Regions from separate parts of the Mus musculus genome. Here region 2 is linked to region 1. Evidence: chromatin contacts called from public Hi-C data. All regions are on one chromosome and are shown on one strand. The core of a region is the stretch at or near the end of the contact, and the rest is flanking DNA. Distances in the headings are between cores, read along the strand shown. Region 1 holds the start of Efemp1 (epidermal growth factor-containing fibulin-like extracellular matrix protein 1). Region 2 overlaps Efemp1 (epidermal growth factor-containing fibulin-like extracellular matrix protein 1).

Evidence for each region. Hi-C and Micro-C count contacts between places; a contact is called where the count stands out from the background.
Region 2: a Hi-C map of uterus shows a contact between it and region 1. The contact joins the enhancer-like site here to the promoter of Efemp1 in region 1. A contact is called at or near these places in 2 of 39 promoter capture datasets (the 3T3-L1 cell line and macrophages), 1 of 15 datasets of contacts at CTCF or cohesin (the NIH/3T3 cell line), 6 of 484 Hi-C or Micro-C datasets (the 3T3-L1 cell line, Sertoli cells, adipose-derived mesenchymal stem cells and 3 more), 4 of 115 datasets of contacts at active chromatin or transcription factors (cardiomyocytes, embryonic fibroblasts, embryonic stem cells and 1 more) and 3 of 9 other capture datasets (adipose tissue, liver and pancreatic islet).

What each region holds. Positions count from the first base shown.
Region 1 is chr11:28,849,242-28,855,559 of GRCm38.p6, reverse strand. It overlaps Efemp1 (epidermal growth factor-containing fibulin-like extracellular matrix protein 1), which reads right to left and starts at 2,355. Exons shown (of 11, transcript NM_146015.2): 1 at 2,236-2,355; 2 at 1,006-1,095. The coding sequence starts at 1,086. Gm34185 (a long non-coding RNA gene) reads left to right here and starts at 3,052. Exons shown (of 3, transcript XR_381120.2): 1 at 3,052-3,267.
Region 2 is chr11:28,904,691-28,910,456 of GRCm38.p6, reverse strand. The region is part of intron 4 of Efemp1 (epidermal growth factor-containing fibulin-like extracellular matrix protein 1); the gene reads right to left. Among named protein-coding and RNA genes, the nearest start is that of Efemp1, 54 kb to the right of the region's middle. Within about 2 kb of position 3,951, at least 83 of the 459 cell types and tissues checked have an H3K27ac peak or open chromatin away from gene starts, as enhancers often do. A contact at or near this core is called in the NIH/3T3 cell line, adipose tissue, beige adipocytes and 2 more, where this site is marked.

The DNA of each region.
Region 1 (6,318 bases), core at 1,106-3,605:
TACAGTTGTTCTGAGCAGCAGAAGGGAACATCTGCAGGACGGGTAATACTGTTCTAGGGATAACATGATGCAAAAGTGAGATAATGTTTATTATTAGTAATTGATATTAGCTCACTTCTGAGTTTTACTTTAAAAACATTTATACTCTTTTGAATAGGATTACTTAATTTTAAGAATTGGAAAGAAGTATGAAAATGTGTTTTTCATATACTCACCCAGGACAAATGTCATTCATCTCAGAACACTGAATGAGAGTTAGAAAACAACACAGAACAAAGGCCTCATCCCAGCCACATGAGCCTGCTCTGCCCTCTCCTGACATGTCTATTTAGGGCTGTGGGAGGGATTAGATGATATTTTAAATATTTTATTAAACATTGGTTATACTGACGCAACTAACTGGCCAAATATGACTAAGAAATGCCAGAGATGCAAATAGAAGTTGCAAGACCAAGATGCACACAGTGTGCTTTAAATCCACGTTGGCAAATACTGTCTGCTGGTGACAGTTAAACTATCTGCAGTACTTTTACATGAATAGACAGCCTTTCTGAATCCAAGAATGAGAACTTCACGAGGACAGGCACAGATGAGCTAGTGTAATTACACCATACATTCTTATTTGCTTTGCGTGTTATTCTGCATATATTGATTGCATCTGCACATACCCAGGCTCCCAGAGTCCTCAAACCCATCAATTCATTGCATGTCTTCGAAATATGGAGCTTACACAGATTTGAATTTTAAAAGAGTTCATTTTTGGCTTTGCACAAATCATTTTATTTTGCATCTAGCTTACAAACCATTCATCGCAGGTGATCTAGATGCACCTTTGAAAAGACCCAGCACGATTTACCAGGAGTCCTAAACCTGAGTCATATTAAAGTGTTGTTTAATTTATTTTGCTTCGCAGAATACTGCCCACTTGTCCTGGCAGAGACCAGTTAATTCTTGTATCCCAGACTACTACTCAATTCTTGTATCTCAAATGTCATCATGCCTTACCGTGTATGTGATGGTTTCCTCGGTGTACTGTGACTTGACCAGCGCCAGAGTCAGCATAGTTAGGAAAAGTGTTTGCAACATCGTGATTCTCTACGGGAAATGGGACAAAGAGATGTTTAGTATCAACTGCCTAGAAAATCAAAACTTTATCAGTGAAGAAACTGACAAGAAAAGGAGAATGGAGAGCTCCAAATACCCTCCTTCCAGTCTGCTTTCTCACCAGCCACCCAAATAAGCAAGACAGGAGAAACTACAGTAGAAATGCATTACTTCACTGCATCCATCCTGTACCAAGGTTGTTCAGCGTGTGTTTATACCACACCTACTCATAAAGCTCCAGAAAACGGTAGTCAAAAGGGGATATAGAATATGATCGATTCCATCCCTCTTCCCCCTTGGAGGTGGAAACGGGGGCGCAGCATCTGTCTATTTTCTGAAACTGTAGAGTACCCACCCACGGCTCAGCTGTACCTGAAGTTCCACCCAGCTCAGCGAAAGATACCTGCAAACCAGTATCAGTTATATGCCCGCAGACTTTATTGTCTTAAAAAAAAAAAGTCTAAAATACCCAAACAAAACTCGAAGAGCTATCGATCTCACAGTTCCCGATAGAATACCCCACAGAGCTTCTAACTCACTGCAGGGTGACTTCTCTAGTTCCCACTCTTAAAGCTCCATTTCCATACACACTCTTGGCGCACAATCAGCAGCTCAAAGTCACTGATCCCTTTTCCCCTCGTTCTCAGGTCTCAAAATGTGCTATGCACAGGGTCTAGGCTGCCTAAGGTAGGAGGACTTCAGACAGCTTTGCAGCACAGGGAACCAGTTTGGGGGAGGGGGTTCCTAGCCTGATGCCTGCAGGGAAGTGAGCTCAGCTTTCTTAGATGTAAGGCGTCTGTCAGCGGGAGTCCTTGAGCGCTTTAGCTTCCAACCAACCGCTGGGCAATCCAGGTGCCTTTCAAATCCCATACCTCAGTCACGGAACCTAGAGACCAGAGTCACCAGCAAAACTCTCTGGGTTGATAGCGCGCTTACTCTACCTATCCCAACAAATGTCACCCAAGTACTGGCACAGGCTGACAGATTGTGATCCCAGACCAGCAAGTCCACCTCCATCTTCTCTGTACAGTTTCACAGTCGGGGACAGTTCTTGGGTCGCCCTACCATACTTCCCGGTATAGCTCTCGCTGGTATAGCGCAGATCTTGCGACCTCGGCTTTGGGCTCCTACCTGCGGGGGGGCCGCGCAACTTTCCTGCCCGGGCAGCGAAGGAGTGCGTAGGGGAGGGCAGCCTGGTAGGTCTGAACTGGCGAGGTCTGGCTGCAGCAGCAGCCACAGGAGGAGGAAAAAGGGAGGAGAAGTAGGGCGAAGGGGGGCGGAGGAGAGAGAGGGAGGCGCAAGCGCCCTGCCCAGGCTTCCAACCACGCGGGAAGGCGCGCCTTTTGGCGTTGGGGTCTAGGGGCCCAGTTATCCTCTGCATTAGGCCCCTTGGTACCCTGATTCACAGGAATTTGAGACACAACTAATATCGAAATATCACTTCCATGGAGCTTTTAGACTTTGCAGAAATGGCTTAAATTCCTTTTAGCTCAACAAGTGATTCCTGGGAGAATAAATTAAAGCTATTAACAGAACTGGTCCTTTATTTTTCATTTCAGATTTTTATTTTTGGAGGGGGTGTGTTTTGTCAGCTTCCTCAAATGGTGAAAGGTGAGAATGAACGTGTTCATTTCTGGGCCTACTAGGTGCTAGGTGTTAGGAGTGAGCCAAATGGAACTCATGTTAACAAAATATGTGCCATCCTGAGGTGTGTGTCTTGCCTCCACCCCCAACCCCGTGTGTGTGTGTGTGTGTGTGTGTGTGTGTGTCCGTGTGTGTGAACTCCTCTCCTTCCTTCCTTATCTACAGTTTCTCATTTCTCCTGATTACTGCCCATCCAAATTAAATTAGGCATTTTTCTTGCGTCTTTCATAATAATGGTGGAATTTCAGGAATCTGAAGAGAGAGTCCCGCCCCACCCCCCTTTATCAAGTCATACCACACAAATTGCAGCTATTCCTGATAGCTTCTCCCACCCCACAGTTAGGCAGTTACTTCCCTTTGGTTTCAGATATGCCTTTTAAGAACGAAGTCACCAAATGCAATTTGAGAAGTAACAGAACCTGCTAACTTGGAGGAGCTAAGGACTGCCCTGTCCAGGGGCATATTGCAGAGGCTGTGGAAGTGGCAAGTTGGTAGAGACTGCTGGAGAGCAGCTTTCAGGTGATTACGGCTCTTCTGTCTTCTGGGTGGGTGGGTTAAGTAGATATTGACATCCAATGGTGATCCTGACCAGTACTGGTGACAGGCTATCCAGTACTGCACAGGATCAGATCTGCAGAACTTACTAAGTATGGAAGGCGTTGATGACTGTAGCAAAGACATTTACTACTAAGTTTCCCTGACCCTACTTGTCACCAATGTCCCCAAACCGCTTTTCTTTGAAAAAACAGATTCTCTGTTACCAGACAGTAAAAATATCTCTCTATGTGTCTGCTTATTTAAACTCATTTCAGCTCGTTCTTTGGAGCAATGAGGTAAAAAGCTCCCAATCTTCCATCTGCAGTGCAGTGATCTTTCTGCACACCCACTTGCTGGTTTACTGCCTTAATTTAGACATCTGATGGGCATTTCAGACCGAACACATTCCAGCCGCATCCTCTCCCTCAGGCTGCTCCACCCATCAGTTTCACCATCTCAATCAATCGGAATTTCATCTCTCCTCCTGCCCATGTCCAGCCAGCTTCATTTATTTGCATAGTTCATTGAGTTCTTTAGAAAACTATGCTGACTTTCTCTCTGAGATAGATTCAGAACTGGACCATTTCTCATATCTTTGCAGCCACCCTGATTTAGCATTTTCCATCTGGATTATTGTAAAAACGATGGATTGATCTTTCTGTGCGTACCTTTGGATCTCTGCAGCTGTTCCCATCAGAAGTTCCCGTAAATAGAATCATACAGTATATAATTGCTTTGGATCTGTTTTTCTTCACTCTGTGCTTTTGAGATGAACCCTTGTTAGAAGTTCTTTTTTTTTTTTTTTTTTTTTTTCATTGTTGCATGGCATTCAGTTGTATGGTTGTCCCTCAGATTTTCTGCTGGCTTTTTAATTGATCTTTGGATTGTTTATAAGTAAAGCTTGTCTGGGTATTCATTTAGAAATTTTTGAGTAGGCATGAACATTTTCTTTTAGGTGAATATCGGAGGAGTAGAATTGTATGTTTTTTTTTGTTTGTATTTTTTTGTTTTTCCATTTTTTATTAGGTATTTAGCTCATTTACATTTCCAATGCTATACCAAAAGTCCCCCATACCCACCCACCCCCACTCCCCTACCCACCCACTCCCCCTTTTTGGCCCTGGCGTTCCCCTGTACTGGGGCATATAAAGTTTGTGTGTCCAATGGGCCTCTCTTTCCAGTGATGGCCGACTAGGCCATCTTTTGATCCATATGCAGCTAGAGTCAAGAGCTCCGGGGTACTGGTTAGTTCATAATGTTGTTCCACCTATAGGGTTGCAGATCCCTTTAGCTCCTTGGGTTCTTTCTCTAGCTCCTCCATTGGGAGCCCTGTGATCCATCCATTAGCTGACTGTGAGCATCCACTTCTGTGTTTGCTAGGCCCCGGCATAGTCTCACAAGAGACAGCTACATCTGGGTCCTTTCGATAAAATCTTGCTAGTGTATGCAATGGTGTCAGCGTTTGGATGCTGATTATGGGGTGGATCCCTGGATATGGCAGTCTCTACATGGTCCATCCTTTCATCTCAGCTCCAAACTTTGTCTCTGTAACTCCTTCCATGGGTGTTTTGTATGTTTATCTTCATAAGTAAAGGACACGGTACTTTTCATCTTCCATTCCCACTTTGCTCTGTATCTTTACTGACACTTGGTACTTGACATTTACAGCACCATCTCTTCTGGTGGCTAAGGAGTCTTGTGCAGTTTCACACTACAGATTTCTTGTGTTTCTAACACAAGCATTTTTCACTTGTCTATTGATAAACCTTCCTTTTAAAGACTTTGTCCAAAGGTTTTGTTGGTTTCTTTATTGATTTTGCCTGATTAGTTGTGGAAGTGATTTTCCAGTCATCTCTCCAGTGCTTTATACAAGTTGAGTATGTTCTTCTTGTCTTTTTCTTGTGTTTCCTCTAACTGTGGAGTCAGTGTTTTCAGTTTTGATGAAGTTTCTGACTTTCTGATATTTTGTCCCTTTTCTACTTAAAAATCTGCTTTGAGAAAATTTATTTTTTTTTGTTACAATTTCTAAAAAGTTACTGCTTTGGTCAAGTGGAAGGATATGATTTTCTACTTCTAAGGTTTTTAAAATGATGTGTGTGTATATATGTTTGTGTGTGTGTGTGTATGCACATGTGTGCATGCCACATGTGCAGAGGTCAGAGGACAGCCTGTGGGAGTCACTTCCCTCCTTTCACCATGTGGGCCCCAGGGACTGAACTCAGATTGTCAGCTTGGCAGCAAGCTCCCTTACTCAGCTGAGTCATCTTACTGGCCCCTTGAGGTTGTTTTGAGGCTAGAATAAGAAACCCATGGAGAATATCAAAAACACTTGAATAATTGCTTTTAGATATCAGAACATCTGGTGCTCCACCCTAACAGGATATTATTCAGGTGTCACTTCCTGTCCTAACAGTGTCCTTACTAGTGTAGAGGTGTTGCAAGCAGCAATGATGCTTGGTGCCTCTTGTTTCATGGTGGACCATCATCCCATGTAGGACTAACAAGAACTGAAAGAATGACCTGTTTCGTTTGTTTCTTTGGGGAAACTGTTCTGCCACCTAATAATAGTCCAGACCCTGAAGGAAGTGCAGTCTATGTTCACTGTTCCCATGTGCTGTGCTCTGCTCTTCTCACACATTTGTGAACACAGTTCTCACACTGTTCTTGCCTGCTTCTTATCTCTCTTCTGTGAATAGCCTCTTAGTTTTTTTTTTTTTTTTTTTTTTTTAAATTTTGGAAACCAAAGACATATGGTATAAGAGCTTGTTTGTTGAGGTCTGTTCATGGAGCATATTGAAATGTACACAGAATGAAAACCTGCAAGCTCAGTAGTGTAGTTAAGTAGGGAAAGGGTCAGTACCATAACAACAAACATGGCAACATAACTGAATCACAGCCTTTGGTAGTGGTCTGCTTTTGTGTGCCAGTGGCACTAGTGTGTGCTAGTGACATAGACCACCTTTTCTTCTTTGGAAATTCTAGCAGTGATGCTAAGACCTCCAACCTCTAGACTTGCCTTTGTGAGCTTCAGGA
Region 2 (5,766 bases), core at 2,702-5,201, 53 kb before region 1:
ATATTTTAAATGCTTATGAAATAATTTCAGAGCTTTCAGAGTACACCTGAGTTTGATGCTAACAATTCTCATGCCTATCTAGCACCTTTAGCTGCTTTCAGCTATAGCAAAAGTCTTATTCTGTCTTTTTCCTTATATCTGTCACACACCACTTAATGAGTAGGCCTGGGGCCTCCCCCAAGAGAGTTTTATACATTCACTAGATAGGGATATACCTATGATAATAAACAACAGCTAGTTATAGGGCTGAGGCAGGAGGATCTCCTGTTTTGCCTGGGCTACAGAGGAAGTTCAAGCCTAGTCTTAGCACTGTCTCAAAAGTAGAAGTAAAATGGGAATAGCAACATGCATGGATAACTATTTTTATTATGAAACTCAAAATGAAAAGCATGAATTACATCATATTATGGGAAAGATACATTTGTGTAGGACAAATACATATTTCTCTAGGACATTTTACTGTTAGGAATAATTGCTACATGTGTCTTCTGTTGGAGGCAAGTCACAGGTCTACAAAAGGAGGTTAAAAGTATCACAAAATGAATTATTTCTAGATGACCAGTTAATTCTGAATAAAACCAAGACAGGCTTGCTGAGGACAAAGAAGAGTCATGTTAGATCATTACTGTGGGAGACCAGGGAAATGCCTTAAAATAGTGGGCCAATAATCAATTAGAATAAGAGCCTCTAGCAACAAGAATTAGCTGTGTCCTCTGTTCCCATCTAAAGCAGAGAATGCTCTTTGTGTAATTTTCCTTTTAATTTTTCTGTGATTTTAAGTAGAATCAAATTGTTACACTTACGCTAAGCAATGCCACAAGGTAAGCAGTTGATTTTATAGGAAGGTTGTTCTGAGATAACCCCTCCACTTAGCTGAGTGTAGAAGTAATAAGATCAATTCTTTCCAAAAGAAGAGGGGAAGAGGACAAGGATACTCGAATATAGTACAGCTGCTCATTGCACAATAACCTAGTAAGACTTTCTTTGACACATAATTCTTTGAACCTGATTTTAAACATTTAACAGAGGATCTTGTTGTTGTTCTGAAGGGTATTAACACTATTACTGCAATGCTATTTCCCAATCCACCACAAAATGACCTTTCTAGGTGCAAGGCCCTGGAGCAGCAACTCTGCTGGGAAGTTACTGCTGCCTTTCATGCCTCATTATTTTCTCAAACACACTTGATGAAAACCTTTCTACTGGGGATTCTTTGGAGCTTTATAACATGCTAATGCAGAATTCCTATTGTTTTATGTCAGGATCATTTGCCAACATTTGCAGTGATAACAGCCCTGAGAGATACAACCCTGCTAGATTCAGCTGTGGCAAGTTCCCTCTGTCCAGGCTGGCCAGAGATCAAGGACTTGGGCCTCTTGACACTGCTGAGGGAGGTCTGGTCAGTGACAGAGGCTTTTATTTTTGCAACCACGCTATGCAAACTACCTCCACCCAATCGTGTTCTTCATATCCTGCATTTTTTTTCCTACTTTCCCATCATATGTTTGGAGTGTCTTTGATAGACTAACATTTCCACTGGGATCAATGTATCACGAAAAAGGTTTTGAGCATACAAACCTGCACAGCACCTTCCTAAAAGTCTGCTTTATTTAGCTTCTGAAAAGAATTATTTAACAAAAATATTTGGTGAGTTACAGAAATTTAATAAAAGCAAAGTCCCAAATACTACTAGTACTGCCACTCCTACTACATTGTTTAATTTCTTTACCCAAAACAAAGGAAAGCTGAGATGGGACTCACTTTGATCACAAGTTAACTGACAAATGACACTTTCCATTCACCAGGACTTATAAATGCTAAAAGCAGCTTCATCTACTTTTGTGTTTATAGCCGCTCTGATTACAGTGTAGAATATTCATTCTCCTGAGCCCCCACAGTTAGCAAGTTATTTAATGCTGAAGAATATCAACAGGCTGAATGTCTGTGGACTGTTTTTACTTAAACTATCTATTTAAATGCCATAATGCTATTATTTTGAAGACCCATTATTGCTTGTTTACACACCCACACAGTCATGTTAAACCATGTTTCTAAACTCTCTTGTGCTCCTTTTTTACTTGCCTGTATTTCTTTATTATCAGAAGGTGCAGTATGAGCCGTTGCTCACTAAGCCACTGCAGCACAGTCATTGCTTTTGACTCTGTTGTTTGTAGGCAAAATTAACTTCTTACATCTGCATGGGCAATGCCCTGCTTTATTTGACAGGAAAATGACTCAGGTCAGCCATGTTTTCCTGAGAATCTAGGAGCAAGTACTCTGGGGAAAGGGTTTTCTGTTTTTGTTTTTAATTATCGATCATTTGTCCTTGACAGTTAAGCTCATTTTTTCCTGCTGACTACAATGCATGAAAAGTGATGGATTTTCAGTAAATGTTTACCCAATTAATGGATGAATGAATCATTACTGTTTCCTGGGAATTGGTGTTCAGAGTTCACAGAAAGTAAGACCTAGTGTTTTAGGTTATGGAAATAAAATTCATAAGACAGAATAACAGGTAAGAGCCAAGGAGCACAGCAGAATCAACAATTTGCCTTTGACTGGCAACAACGTAGGACTCTTGCATGAAGAAGAGTCACTAAGACTGGGATCCAGCACAAGGGGAGGCCCCAAGGCCTGACACTATTACAGAGGCTCTGGAGCACTCACAAAACAGGACCTAGCATGACTGCCTTCCAAAAGACCCAACAAGCAGCTAAAAGAGTCAGATGCAGATATTTGCATACAACCAATGGACAGAAACTGCTGATCCCTGTGGTTGAATTAGGGAAAGACTGAAAGAAGCTGAGGAGGAGGGTGACCCTGTAGGAGGAACAGCAATATCAATTAACCTGGACCCTTGAGATCTCTGATACTGGAACACCAACCAGGCAGCATACACCAGCTGATATGAGGCCACCCAACACATATATAGCAGAGGACTGCCAGGTCTATGTTTAGTCAGAGAAGATGCACCTAACCCTCAAGAGATTGGAGGCCCCAGGGAGTTTATAGGTCTGGTGAGGTGGGGGTGGGGGTGGGAACATCCTCGTGGAGACAGGGGTGCAGAGAGGAGGTATGGGATTTTGAACAGTTAGAGGGTGGACCAGGAGGGGAATAAAATTTGGAGTTTAAAATAAAATAAAATTAAAAAAAAAAAGACTGCATCATTCAGAGTGAGCAGCATTTGCCTCTGACTGGGAGCAAGGTAGAGCAGTTAACTGAGCCACAGGAGTCTCATGGACTGAGTGTATCACTGAGAGTGAGCAGAAGCTTTGCTGAGGAGGCAGGTTCTGAAGGGCAATTCAAAGGTGATGAGCTGGTATGGGGAGGAAGCTGTCTCTTAGAAGACAGGCCCCACAGAAAGAGACCCAGGAACTGCAGAGAATGGCAGCGTTCTGAAGTCAGCATGATTGTAGGAGATGTATGTGAGAAACCTGGTGCTGCGTCTGGCAAACTGTGCTCATAAAATGTTTGCTCAAGTCATTAGACAAATTCAGAGACTTTAATGTGAGATTTTTGAGGGTTTGTATTGAACACCATAGCACATAACTCTTAAAGAAGCAGCCATGGACTAATGTTAACATTACCAAGGTTGGGGGGGGGGAGGGGGAGGGAGGCAAATAACGGAATGTGATTCCTAAAATCCTACAATACTTTTAATCATTCTGATATATGGAGATTAGCTAAGGGCATTATTTAGTAATTTTCACACACACACACACACACACACACACACATCTACATTTCCGTTTTTGTGGTTTATAAAATGGTAGGTCTCCATCTTCTTGGTGCTTTAAATAATCCAACATAATAATCTTTGGTGAGCTCTCTAACAGGCTGGCCCCTAGTCAGTGGCACCACAAATCTGACATTGTTGCACAGCTAATATAGGAATAGTGTCCATTCATTGGTGTCCCTTAGGCTCCTTCTTAGGCCTTTGTTCTCTGAGTTTGGCTCCTTTCCTGTATTCTGACTCATAGTTTCCAAATCCCTGACTCACCCTGCTCCCTCTCTTATGCAACGTTTTAATCTCTGCAATGTTCTTTCCATAATTTGATAACTTACCACGACATGGAGTCACTTCATTGTGTTTTATGGGCAAGGGTAACCTGCGGTTTGAGTGCTCAGTAGTGACACTTCAGTTCACTGGTTTTGTGCTGCATTAGTTTAAGAAATGATTCCCAACTACTTTTGAAGAAGTCACTGTAGACCATCAGTAAACAAACAAAGGAGAAAGGGGGTCAAGCTCTGGCATCAGTAAACGTTTTCAGTAAGAGGAGTTGAGTGGATGAGGGCTTTAAGGATTTGGAGAATTGGTTTTATATTCAAAATTATCCTAGAAGATAAGAAAGTCACAACAATACCTAAGGACATTGTGTTCCATATCTGCTTTACTTAGTAGTGCCTACTTGTAATTACAGTCTTGGTAAGCCGTTAAAGTTGATGATTGAAATCTATCTAGAAGAAAGTAGTAATACAGCTTTTTGTAGACATTTCTTAAAATTCTAAAACAAATTGGCATCAAGTAGATACACACTTTGCTATATGGAAAGATATTTTTTTCAAAACCTACTTTTAATAATGGTTCTTTTAAAAAAAATTAGATATTTTTTATATACATTTCAAATGCTATCCTGAAAGTTCCCTATACCCTCCCCCTGCTCCCGCCCTGCTTTCCTACCCACCCACTCCTGCTTCTTGGCCCTGGCATTCCCCTGTACTGGGGCATATAAAGTTTGCAAGACCAAGGGGCCTCTCTTCCCAGTGATGGCCGACTAGGCCATCTTCTGCTACATATGCAGCTAGAGATAGGAGCTCTGGGGGTTCTGGTTAGTTCATATTGTTGTTCCACCTATAGGGTTGCAGACCCCTTCAGCTCCTTGGATGCTTTCTCTAGCTTCTCCATTGGGGGCCCTGTGTTTCATCTTATAGATGACTGTGAGCATCCACTTCTGTGTTTGCCAGGCACTGGCATAGCCTCATATGAGACAGCTATAACAGGGTCCCTTCAGCAAAATCTTTCTGGCATATGCAATAGTGTCTGGGTTTGGTGGCTGATTATGGGATGGATCTCCGGGTGGGGTAGTCTCTGGATAGTCCATCCTTTTGTCTTAGCTCCAAACTTTGTCTCTGTAACTCCAGAAAGATATTATGGAAAGATGTTATTAAAGAAGTTGGATTTCTAATGCTCTTACTCCAAGGAGCCGCATGAAACAGATGTTCTATGATATGCAGTTAACAGGAGAGAATGGAGCATGGCATTTAGATATAGAATCAGCTTCCTGGTGTTACTAAAAACTGAGTGTTGGTTCCAACACTGAGGTTCAGCTCCACTCAAAGTTTCCCTTTGTTCCTTGTAGTGTAGTTTGCTGGAGACTTCTCTACTATGAGCTGTGGGATAGCAAAGGATGTGCTGCTGTCCTGTGTATTTAAATTTTTTCTCAGGATTAGAGAGTATTGTTAATTGTGTCATACCTATGTTGGTCCCCGTGTTTCTTTTATTTAGAGTTAGATTCCTAGCTCTCTGTGTTTTCTGTTTCTCTTCCCAGTTTTTAGTCAGTTATCAACAATTTTTGTCAAAGATTTTCTGTTTCCCTTTGCTTCGTTTATAGAGTTGAGATCAGATTTATCTGGGCAAAAGGCCCAGTTCCAGTTAGCTTTTTACTCTTCTGAAAATCTCAGTAAGAATTTACCCAAGCTAAGCAGTTCTAGTGGAGAAAGAGATATTTACTGACAAAGGAGAACTGTCATCATCAAGGCCAGAGT